2 separate regions of the Mus musculus genome follow, and region 1 is linked to region 2. The links are chromatin contacts, called in public promoter capture Hi-C maps. All regions are on one chromosome and are shown on one strand. The core of a region is the stretch at or near the end of the contact, and the rest is flanking DNA. Distances in the headings are between cores, read along the strand shown.

What was found. Capture Hi-C pulls out chosen DNA fragments and counts their contacts.
Region 1: a promoter capture Hi-C map of liver shows a contact between it and region 2. The contact joins the promoter of Mixl1 here to the promoter of Stum in region 2. A contact is called at or near these places in 5 of 39 promoter capture datasets (embryonic stem cells, macrophages, pre-B cells and 2 more), 3 of 484 Hi-C or Micro-C datasets (the AML12 cell line, bone marrow-derived macrophages and nephron progenitors), 1 of 115 datasets of contacts at active chromatin or transcription factors (stem cell-derived neural progenitor cells) and 3 of 9 other capture datasets (adipose tissue, liver and macrophages).

What each region holds. Positions count from the first base shown.
Region 1 is chr1:180,693,535-180,698,815 of GRCm38.p6, forward strand. Mixl1 (Mix1 homeobox-like 1 (Xenopus laevis)) reads right to left here and starts at 3,500. Exons shown (of 2, transcript NM_013729.3): 1 at 3,086-3,500; 2 at 1-1,387. The coding sequence starts at 3,478. The coding sequence ends at 1,085.
Region 2 is chr1:180,482,250-180,487,375 of GRCm38.p6, forward strand. It overlaps Stum (mechanosensory transduction mediator), which reads right to left and starts at 1,255. Exons shown (of 4, transcript NM_001081227.2): 1 at 879-1,255. The coding sequence starts at 1,080.

The sequences.
Region 1 (5,281 bases), core at 2,250-4,749, 210 kb after region 2:
AGTCCCAACCAGAAAGGAATGACAGACAGAGAAGCACATTTTGGGTAAATGATCTTAAGGTTTGCATAAGCTAAAGATGATGGCATTGACTGTGAGCGTGCTTGACAGGGTCTTACAGTTTGGTTAACTGGAAGCTGCCACAGACTTCCAAATGGAGTAATTAAAAACAAAACAAAAAAGTGGGGAACAAGAGGCATGGGGCTCTTGAAAGAGCTGGAAAGTAGCGTTGTTACTGAGGGAGCGTCTAGCTGACAGGCCAGATGAGAAACCAGTCAAGTGAGGGCAGGGGAGGTGGCTAGGATACACAGTCAGCTGGGAGAGAGAAGCTGAAAAACTCGATGGAGATGGCTATAGTTAATATCTACATTTCATATACTTGAAAATTGCTAATAGATTATATCATCACAGAACAAAGAAAGGTGAGTGATGTCATGCATGTGTTAAGCAGTTTGATTTGGGTATGTATGTTAATACCATATAAAATTTTAAACAAAAATATTGACATCCATTATTTTGGAGATATATGTTAATACCATATACATTTTTAAGCAAAAAAAAAAAAAAAAAAAGCAGCATCCAGTTATGGTGGCAAATAAAGCTAGGAGGACAGGAGTTTGAGGCATCTTTCCTTCCTTACACAGCAAGGTCAAGAACAAAACAAAAAGACTCAGTGAAAAAGAGTAATGAGTCTTGGTGATGAGTCCAGAGTACAGGATGTGGGATAGAGTGTGTGAACCCACTTACAACTAGGACTACAAGAAGACAGCAGCTGCCGAGAAAGTGGGGAAACTGAGTCAAGCCGAAGGTTCTTATGAAGAAAACAAGTTCTGAACAATCAGTCTGAAAAATAGGAATAACCCTAGTAAGAAGGCCCAGGGGATGCGGACCAAATTATAATGTGCAGTCTTGGAGAGTCACGGTGACTTTTCGGTGGCTACCGAGAACAAGCCAGCAGTAAAGGCTCAGTGTCAGAGAAGGGAACCAAAATGTGAGAGATGATCCAGAACCGAGGCCATGGCCAGTCAGGAGATCAGCTCCAATCTCCCAGATCTCCCTGAGTGCATCCTCAACGCTCCCAGAATCCTCAGAAGTTACCTAAGGCAGAAAAGATGTGCTCCTCCCAGGAGTCCAACTTTGAGCCAATATCTTCAGAGAGAGACGAATACGTTTCAAAACTCTGAGAACCAGATGTGCAGACGCCTCCTCCAGTCATGCTGGGATCCGGAACGTGGTTCACATCTGCCTCCAGGGGCAGCTGAGGCTTCAAACACCTAGCTTCAGTCCCAGGAGCAGGGCAATGGAGGAAAACTCCCCGCCTTGAGGATAAGGGCTGAAATGACTTCCCACTCTGGCGCCTGGACTTGGCCCGTCGGTTCTGGAACCACACCTGGGGGACAAGAGGAGAAAAAAACTGTTCAGCTGCTTCCGGTTGGGGTTTTTATTGTTAGTTTGTTTGGGGGTTTGCTTGAGATAGCTTCTCTAGCCAGTGCTGACCTCAACCTCGGGTTGTAGCCAAGGAGAACCTTGACCTTGAATTTATGATTCTCCTTCCTCCACTCCAGAGCTGGGGTTACAGGCTGCACCACCACGAGTGGTTTGCGTGGTACCTGAGGATGGAACCCAGGGTTTCGTGCATGCTAGGCAAGCACTCTACCGATAAAACTGCATATTAGCCTTGACTCTCTGCTCAAAGTCTGGGGCTTACAGAAAGCACTTGAACCAATGGTTTGATGTTCAGAGCTCCAAACCTTCTCAGTCATCATTCTCAGATGCAAAGCTGGAATGCTGTCTGGTTCTGTCTACACTTGCTATACTTGGTTGTTTGTCTGCTTTTCATTTTACACATTAAAAAAAAAAAGAAAGAAAGAAAGCCGGGCGTGGTGGCGCACGCCTTTAATCCCAGCACTCGGGAGGCAGAGGCAGGCGGATTTCTGAGTTCGAGGCCAGCCTGGTCTACAAAGTGAGTTCCAGGACAGCCAGGGCTATACAGAGAAACCCTGTCTCGAAAAACCAAAAAAAAAAAAAAAAAAAAAAAGACGGTCTCAGCCTGGTGGTGGTAGCATACCCCTTCAATCCCAGTAGGTATTTTTCCTCCGTGAAGCTCGTTTCTGTGTGTAAATGTCTTTACTATTTCCCCACAAACGTGTTCTGCATAGGAAGCCCAGGGTGACAACTGCTGAAAGTGACAGTTGAAGCCAGGAGATAGTGGCACACCCCCTTAATCCTAGACAAAGGAGGCACATCTTTGATTTCAAGGCCAGCCTGGTCTCCAGAGCAAATTCCCGGACAGCCAGGGCTACCCAGAGAAACCCTGACTGGAGGGGGTAAAAAAGTGACAGTTGAGTAGTCACCCTAAGTCCAGGAAAAAAATAAACACTAAATGTCCACCCTCCTGAGGCAAGCGTCTAAACTGGGTGTTGGGGAACCTACCTGTAATCCAAGCACCCAGGAAGCTGAGGCAGAAGGATTGTGAATTGAAGTCCAGCTTGGACTACGCAGCATGAACTTGTCTCAGTCACACACACACACACACACACACACACACACACACACACACACACACACAGAGAGAGAGAGAGAGAGAGAGAGAGAGAGAGAGAGAGAGAGAGAGCAAGAGAGAGAGAGAGAGGCTTCTCCCTATCATCTCCAAAACTCTGATCTAAATGATCGACCTCAGACAATAAACTCACTTTGCAATATTTTTTCAAAGTGACAAGAAGTTCTTGCTTGTTTTGAAGGTGATCCAACCCTGCTCTGCTACTTAGAATCAAAGCCAGAGGAAGGCTTGTCTCTCTCTCTCTGTCTCTCTGTCTGTCTCTCTGTCTCTGTCTCTCTCTCTCTCCTTACTGGACGCTGGGAAAGAGTGCAATGACTACCTTCCTGCTGGGACCTTTCAATGGGTCCGCAAGCCCCTTAGCTGCCCAGATCAATCACATGGTAACGCGGCCTTAACTGACATCCCAGTTTGCAGTCTAGAACCATGAGGTTCAAAGAGAGTAACTTTTCCCCCACAGAATAAATGGCCCAACAAGCCTGTGACTTCCCAGCACCTCCACTGGAACGCGCAGCTGCGACCGCGACTCACCTGGATCCTGGACTCGGGTAGCAGCGTGAGCGCAGCCAGGCGCTCCCGCAAGTGGATGTCTGGGTACATGGTCTGTCGGAAGACGAGCTCCAGCAACTGCAGCTGCTCCGAGCTGAACGACGTGCGCTTGCGGCGCTGTGGCGCCGACGGGGCGGCCGAGCCTTTGGAGGGTCCGGGCGGATCCAGGCCGGCGGGGGTCTGCGCTGTGGGACTGGAGTCGCGGTTTGGAAAGCACTGCGTGGCTGCTGGGGCGCGAGAGTCGTGGGGCGCCGCGGGCAGCCCAGAGGCTGGGCGCATGGCTGGGAGCAGCTGCCCTCCGGGATGCGCGGCGGGGAAGATGGGGAAAGCGGCGCCTTCTGCGAACTGGAGCTGCTGGGACCCTGCTGCGGCCATGACTCCCGGACGCTTCCCTGTACCCCCGCGCGCCTGCAGTTATAGCGGCCCGGAGCCGGGGAGGGGGCGGCGGCGCCATCAAAGGCGTGGGTGCAGGGAAGCCGCGTCTCGTCTCCTCGGGGTGCGAGCCCGCCCCAGCCCCGCCAGACGCCGCGGGAATAATCGCTTCCGCTGACCCGGGGACGGAATGAGGGAGGCGCGAACTTGAGTCCGGGCCGCTCCGTCCCTTCTCCGCCCATCCGCCAGCCAGTCCAACCACCAATCCACATACCTCGAACCGCTTTGCCCCGGTGGGGTCGCCCCAAGTGCAGGCCGGACTTGGACAGAACCCCCTCTTCTGGGCCAGAAGACCTCTCAAGAGCGCCTGAATCTCTTGGGGGCTTGGTTCGTAGGTCCCCCGCGCTGTGCCTGGCCCGCTGTCCGCCTGTCACCATCAAAGGCGCTATTTACCACCCCTGCTATGTGCTAGACCTTACTCCAGGTTGGTTAAACAGCCTAGCCCTGCCCTCGGCAAACCACCCTGACACATCCTGAATCCAAGGGGGGGTGAAGATAAAGAGATCTCAAAGGGGACAGGCACACATCCTGAACAGTGACGCTGCTCCTGCCTAGAGTATCTGTGACCTGTCAACAAGAATGCTGTAAATTGGACGGGCTGAAGTTGTACGGGGTTAGCGCTCCTAAAGAATCCCAACAGTGCTCAGAACCCGAGAAGTTTCTGCTCCCTCTGATGCCACTCCTTGAAGTTTCTGCTCCCTCTGATGCCATTACTATTTCCTTTGTCCCCTGGGGTTCATTTGAGGTTCCTGGTTTGTTTTATGCGGATTTGTAGTTTAGTTGTGACTTCTATATCTGCTTCCCCTAGTGCACACATGCATTCATTTATTCATATAAGTCTCTCCCCACCTCCTTACCCTCTGGTCCTGAGAATAGGACCCAGTGACTGGAAAATCCTAAGCAAGACCCTCAGGGAACATCTGTTGAGACAGAAGCCAAGTTGCTTCATAGAGAAATCAGAGGCATGCAGCACTATAGCAGAAGGGTGCAGAGGCAGGCAGGGCAAGGAGCACGGCTTGCAAGGCCTCAAAGGGGCTCCCTGCAGAGGAAGGGGTATTCCACAGCCCAGCCCAGGACCTGTTCCTGCAACGTCTTCAATGCTAATGGGAAGTATCATAGGAGAAAGTATATGTGCTGGCCATGAGTGCATCCTGTCTACTAATACGCATGTGAGCCCCCAAAGAAGCCAAAAGAGGGAAGTGGGTTGTAAGCTGCCTGACACAGTGCTGGGAAGTAATGGGTTGTAAGCCACCTGATACAGTGCTGAGAACTGACCCTCTGGAAGAGCAGCAAGTGGCCATATCTTTACTATGGGCAATTATCCCAAGTGTCAAAGCACAGAGTGATCGGCAAGTTCTAGGCTTGACCTGTCCACCAGCTGGGGAGTCGTGGGAAGTGTCCTGGCCTCCTGCTTTATGCGGATGCTAAGACTCCCCAGGCCTGCTTTTCCATCTGATCCCTTCCCCTCAAACACACACACACACACACACACACACACACACACACACACACACACCTCCAACCCCTCTCCCTTTCTTTCTTCTTCTATTTCTTTGACAGTTTTTCAGTTTCACAGTGTATGGAATGGAAAAATCAGAATTTGATTTTTCTATGCTTTTATTTTTCTACTCCTACCCCGTACATATATCAGGGTCTCGTGTATACCAGGCTAGCCTCACACTCTCTATGTAGCCAAGGATGGACTTCCAGGATGCAAAGCTCTCTTTACAGACATTCCACACAATG
Region 2 (5,126 bases), core at 5-2,504:
GAAGTGGGGGAAGGGCATGCAGGCAGAGATGGGTGCTGGAGAGAGGCGATCAAGAAAGCTCTCATTCTTTAACTTTATTCACCCTTAGGCACTATTTTGGGACAGCAGTGGCTTTGGGGTGTGTCCAGACAGCCAGAGCCTAATACAGACTTATCAAGGCTCACTCTTCGCTTTCTTACCGGCTCACTTCTGGTCACATGCAGTCTAAATACACATGCATGCAAACGGAATAATAAAATCACCCCTTTCCGTCGGTGTACTGCGAAGTGTCAGGCAGAAAAGCGGACACCAGGAAAAGAGACTCTGGCTAAAGAACTGCCACCTCCACAGGCTCTGCACCGCGTGAAAGCGTGACCTGATGCAGTGTGTCTCCTGAAACTGTGTGTCTCCCTTCCCCCAGCTCAACCGACTTCCCAGACTCCCTGGAGCCTGGTCAACCCCATCACAGCCCTGAGTTCTTCCTGTTCGGCCTCCTCTCCTCCCGAAGTAAAGGGATCACAGACGCACTTGATGGGGAAGAAGGGCCAAGATTCCACTCTTCTGGACAGTAGCCTAGCCTGGAGCCAGTGAGCCGTCGGGTCCCTGCTTGGGACTCCAAGATTCTCTGTCAATTTCATAGCTCTTCTCTGCCTGGCCACCTCGCTTGTGGGTCGGAGACCCCCCCAGCGTGGTACCTCTTCTCTAGGATGCCCACGCCACAGGCTTCAGCCACCTGCTAGATACCAACCGTGGGAGCACAGCCTGAAGCTGGTGGACACATCCACGGGTCTCAGCCAGTGCCTACCTCTGCCCTGCCTGGTCTCCATCAGGCAGCCCAGGTCGCAGGGACCGCAGGGGTTAAAGGGGTCACAAGGGTCGCCCACACACACACTTCTTACCCAATCCCGGCACGAAAGTGTTGAGGAAGAGACAGATGACAGCCACCGGGAAGGGCATGTAGGGGATGGCGGCGCGCAGGGGCCCCTTCTTCTCGCGAACCTGCACGACCACCCCGCTGGACGACGATGCCCCCCGGGGATCTGCCGCTGCCACAGCCGCCGCCGCCGCCGCGGTCTCGGCGTCTTTGTGCAAAGGCTCCATGGCTGGACGCGCTCTCCAGGAACCCTGCAGCCGCCCGGGGCACCAGGGCAGACGGCGGCCGGCTGCGGGCTCCTGGCAGCGCGCTATGCGCCCTTCTCAGGAGGCCAGTGCGCTCCGGGTGCTGCGAGGCTGGCGGAGAAGCCCGCCCTCCCGCGCTCCACGCCCCCACTCCGGGCGGAGGGCGGGAGGGGCAGCGTGACACTCTGTGACAGCGCTCCCTCGCCCCTCCCCTCCGGGCCCCTTCCCCGCCCCCTCCACACCTCTCTGCAAAGCCCTTGGTTCACCAGCAATGGAGACCCCAGCAAGGGAAGAAAGCGCAAGGAGAGCGCAAGGATGCTGGTGGTCTAGGTACCCAGAGGGATGGATGTGCCTCACCCTCCTAGCACAGGTGAACTGAGAACCTCACTCAAGGTCCTGGAGAGCTGGGCGTGCACTAGGCTGATTCAGTTGGAAAAGCCTCAAGGTTGAATCTCTCTTCTGGAGTGTGCATTTAATGCTAGGGAGGTGGGGGCTAGGGACGCTTGAAGCCTGAAACCTAGAAACACTTTGCATTTCGAGTCACGGAGAAAAAGCAACGTGTTTCGAGTCACAGATGCTGATAGGACTGGAAGCGAGAAATATAGCTTACAGCTTTATAAACCCATGCATGTCTGCAAGAGATGTTCCCTTCACGCGCCCACACACACACACACACACACACACACACACACACACACACTGTCTCACGTATAAGTTCACACACATAGAAACGAAAATGGAAAGGAATGCTTGCTTGAGGGAGCCACGGAGCTGGTAGTGGGAACCATGCCCTGACCAGTGTGCTGCTGCGGGACATCTGGGCCAGTTATGACTACCTGGTGAAGATGCGGTGCGCCCACAGCGCCCCCTGGTGTTAACGATGCACCGGTGGGAATAAGCGAATAGACTTGGCAAGAGTCCAAACCAAGAGCCTAATTCAGTCTTTTCAATAAGACCCTTCATCTACTCCGATGAAAATGACCTCCTCTAGCGGGGCACGTGCTTCATGGCTGCAATCCCATCCTTGAGAGGTGTAGGTAGGAGGCTCTCTTCCTATCAAATTCAAGACCAACTTGAGCAAGACTACACTTCTAAATAGATAAATATTTTAAGTCTACAAGGTAGCCTGCAGGATTGTAGTCATTACAATGATAGTACCGCAGAGCCAGTGACAAATTGGCTGGGATATGCTGAAGGTTCGAAGGTTCTGGGACTGGGACCTTCCCATGCATCCAACTGTAGGGGAGTTATCAGTCACTAAAGCCCCTCCCAGAAAGTGATGCAGGTCAAGATTTAATGGCCAACAGAAACTACTTGTAGGTATGTTTTATTTTAAATGTTTATCACAGCATCCTCTGTTGGGCAGCATCCCAAACTCTTAACCACATTCAATGCCTGCCTTAACTGTACAAAGCACTACATAGTACTGTGTTTTCTAGATGGAGCAATTAAAGCATAATCGTCCATGATAATGTGGAGCAGGTGATCTCTTTCCAAAACCCATATGCATAAATGACATTTCATCTAAAGATCCCGAAACTAACCTCCATTCTATGAATTCGCAGAATACCTGGATCTCTTTTGGGTTCCCTCTATCATTATTTGTCTCTGAGGAAAATGAACCCAGAGAGGGAAATAGATTTCTATTTCCCCAATTTCCTGTGGCTATCTTTGTGACACCCAGACAGAGCCATTGTGGGTGCCAACACATGGGAGCCTATGATAGCAGGGGGAATCCAGACCTGCAGTAAAGCTGGGCCTGGAGCTGCTAAGGTGGGTAGGAAACAGGTTAGTGCTGGGGGCGGGCAGAGGAATTAGGACTTTATTGTCTGGGAATCGCTGACATTTTAAGTGGACATAGGGCCTCATACGTGTTCTATTTATTCCTACAATGTAACAAGTGACCCTCGAATTGATCAGCTTGACATGGCCGGATTTTGGTTTGTATGTTTTTGTTTTGTTGTTTTGAATGATCATACTCTACGGTGAGAACATAAGAGAGGCGGCATTTCTCCCTCCATTGTCTGCAGATCTGCAGCTGGGAAACTCAAATGGCTGGTGGCTGGAACAGTGAGGACCACAAGATCCACTTCTAAAAATATTCTCTGGTCAGTGGCATCAGGGAGAGAGTTTGAAAGCTGGTTGGCCAGGGGTAGTCCTTCATGCTACCTCCATTGTCCACGTGACCTGGAGGTTTTTACATTAAAATATGGCCGCCAGTTTCTAAGTGAGAACTTGCTGAGAGGAGTCATCCTGAGAGTAGAGACTGCAGAACCATAATGAGTATCACCGCCACTTCTCCAAAAGTTACACAGTATCCTTCTGCATTTCTCCCTTAGGCATTCAACCAGCGACCCACCCAGACTTAAATACAGAGCAGCCCTCCTCTTAATGGAAGAATGAGAGCCCAGGCTTTAAAACCAACAGTATGACTATATCAGCTGAGAAGACCTCTTAGCCAAGTGAGGAGGACGGCTAGTGAGGATCAGGTCACGTGCCCACAGGAACTGAGGTGAGATGAGGACTCTTCTTGACCTACCAGCCCAGAGAATGGGAGAGACAGCTTCCAGATGCTAATTGGGCAGAACGAGCAGACAGAACGGAGCTGCTGTGTTTGAGCGCACATTGCTCTCTTTTCCGTTGGCTGTGATCAAACGCCTGACATAAAGCAACTCTGGCACGAAGGTCACATTTTGACTTACAGTTTAAGAAAAAACTAACCCGCCATCCATCGTGACTGAGGGAAGGCATGGCGGGAGGATCACGAAGCAGCTTGTTACCCCGTTTAGCTGGTAATTGATTACCCCAGGGCCCACACAGCTCCACGAGCTCACTTCACTCTGCGTGCCCGTCGTCCTCTTCCCACTCTCCTTGGAGTCTCACCTTGCCACACCCTGACCCATTTTTTTTCCCTCCAGCTTTTAGCTTCTGTTCCTTTTCTATAACAAGCTAGCCTCACTCAGCCAATTACTTGCTGGCCCACTTAGCTCCTAATAAATCTATTAAGCTGTAATCAATGCTCAAGCATCCTTGAGACCAACTCTCTTGATTAGACCTGGTGGTGATTAAGTGTGAGGGTCTCTGTAATTACCACTGAAAACCTGAACAATGAGTCAATTTGTTTGGCAGGGGGAGAAAACAGCTCATCTAGCCAGGCCCTGCCCATGGAAGTGTCTGCCATCCTTCTCCTGCGCCCCAAAGGCTGAAGATCAAGATCGTAGTAGCTTCCAAGGAAGCAGTCTTTGAGATGGATAAGGAGCCTGCAGAATTCTAACTTCATTGCTGGTGTGTTGGTCAGTTTCCTATCACTGTAGCAAAACACCTGAGGCACTAAGTCTGTAAACAGAGTTATTTTGGCCTGTGGTTTCAGAGGGTCCAGTCCATGATCCATTGGCCCTGACATCTCCCCTTGTGGTGGAGACTGTGGTGGGGGGCATACTGGCTAAAGAGAACAGAGAGGATGGAGTCCCACAGTCCTCTTTGGGAACATAACCCCTAATAACCTAACAAATCTGACAAGTGTCTTCCTCTTAAAGGCACCATTACTGCCCTGTAGTGCCAAGTTAGGGACCAAGCCTTTGGTACAAATGGGCATTTAGGGAAGATTGTAAATCCAGTAGACAGTGGTTCATGTACAACCACACAACAGTGGCACAAGCAATATCCTATAAAACGAAGCAATGAAGAACTGAGAGCATAGTTCAGCAGAGTGCTTGCTTAGCATGCATAAAGCCTAGGATTTGACCCCAGTACCACATAAGCCCAGCACAGTAGCACATACCCATAGTCCCAGCACTTGGGAGATTGAGGGAAAGAAGATCAGAAGTTCAAGACTATCTTCTCTGATGCAGAACGACCAAGACCTGCCTGGGATACCTGAGACCCTGACTGAAAAAAATAAAATGAAAAATAAGAAAAGAAAGCAACAACAAAGATTTCTGAGACAACAGGTGCCAGGTGGCACCCGCAAGTCACCGAGGATGGCTCAGCAGAGACTAGCATATTAGTGAGCTACATTCAAGCCTGGC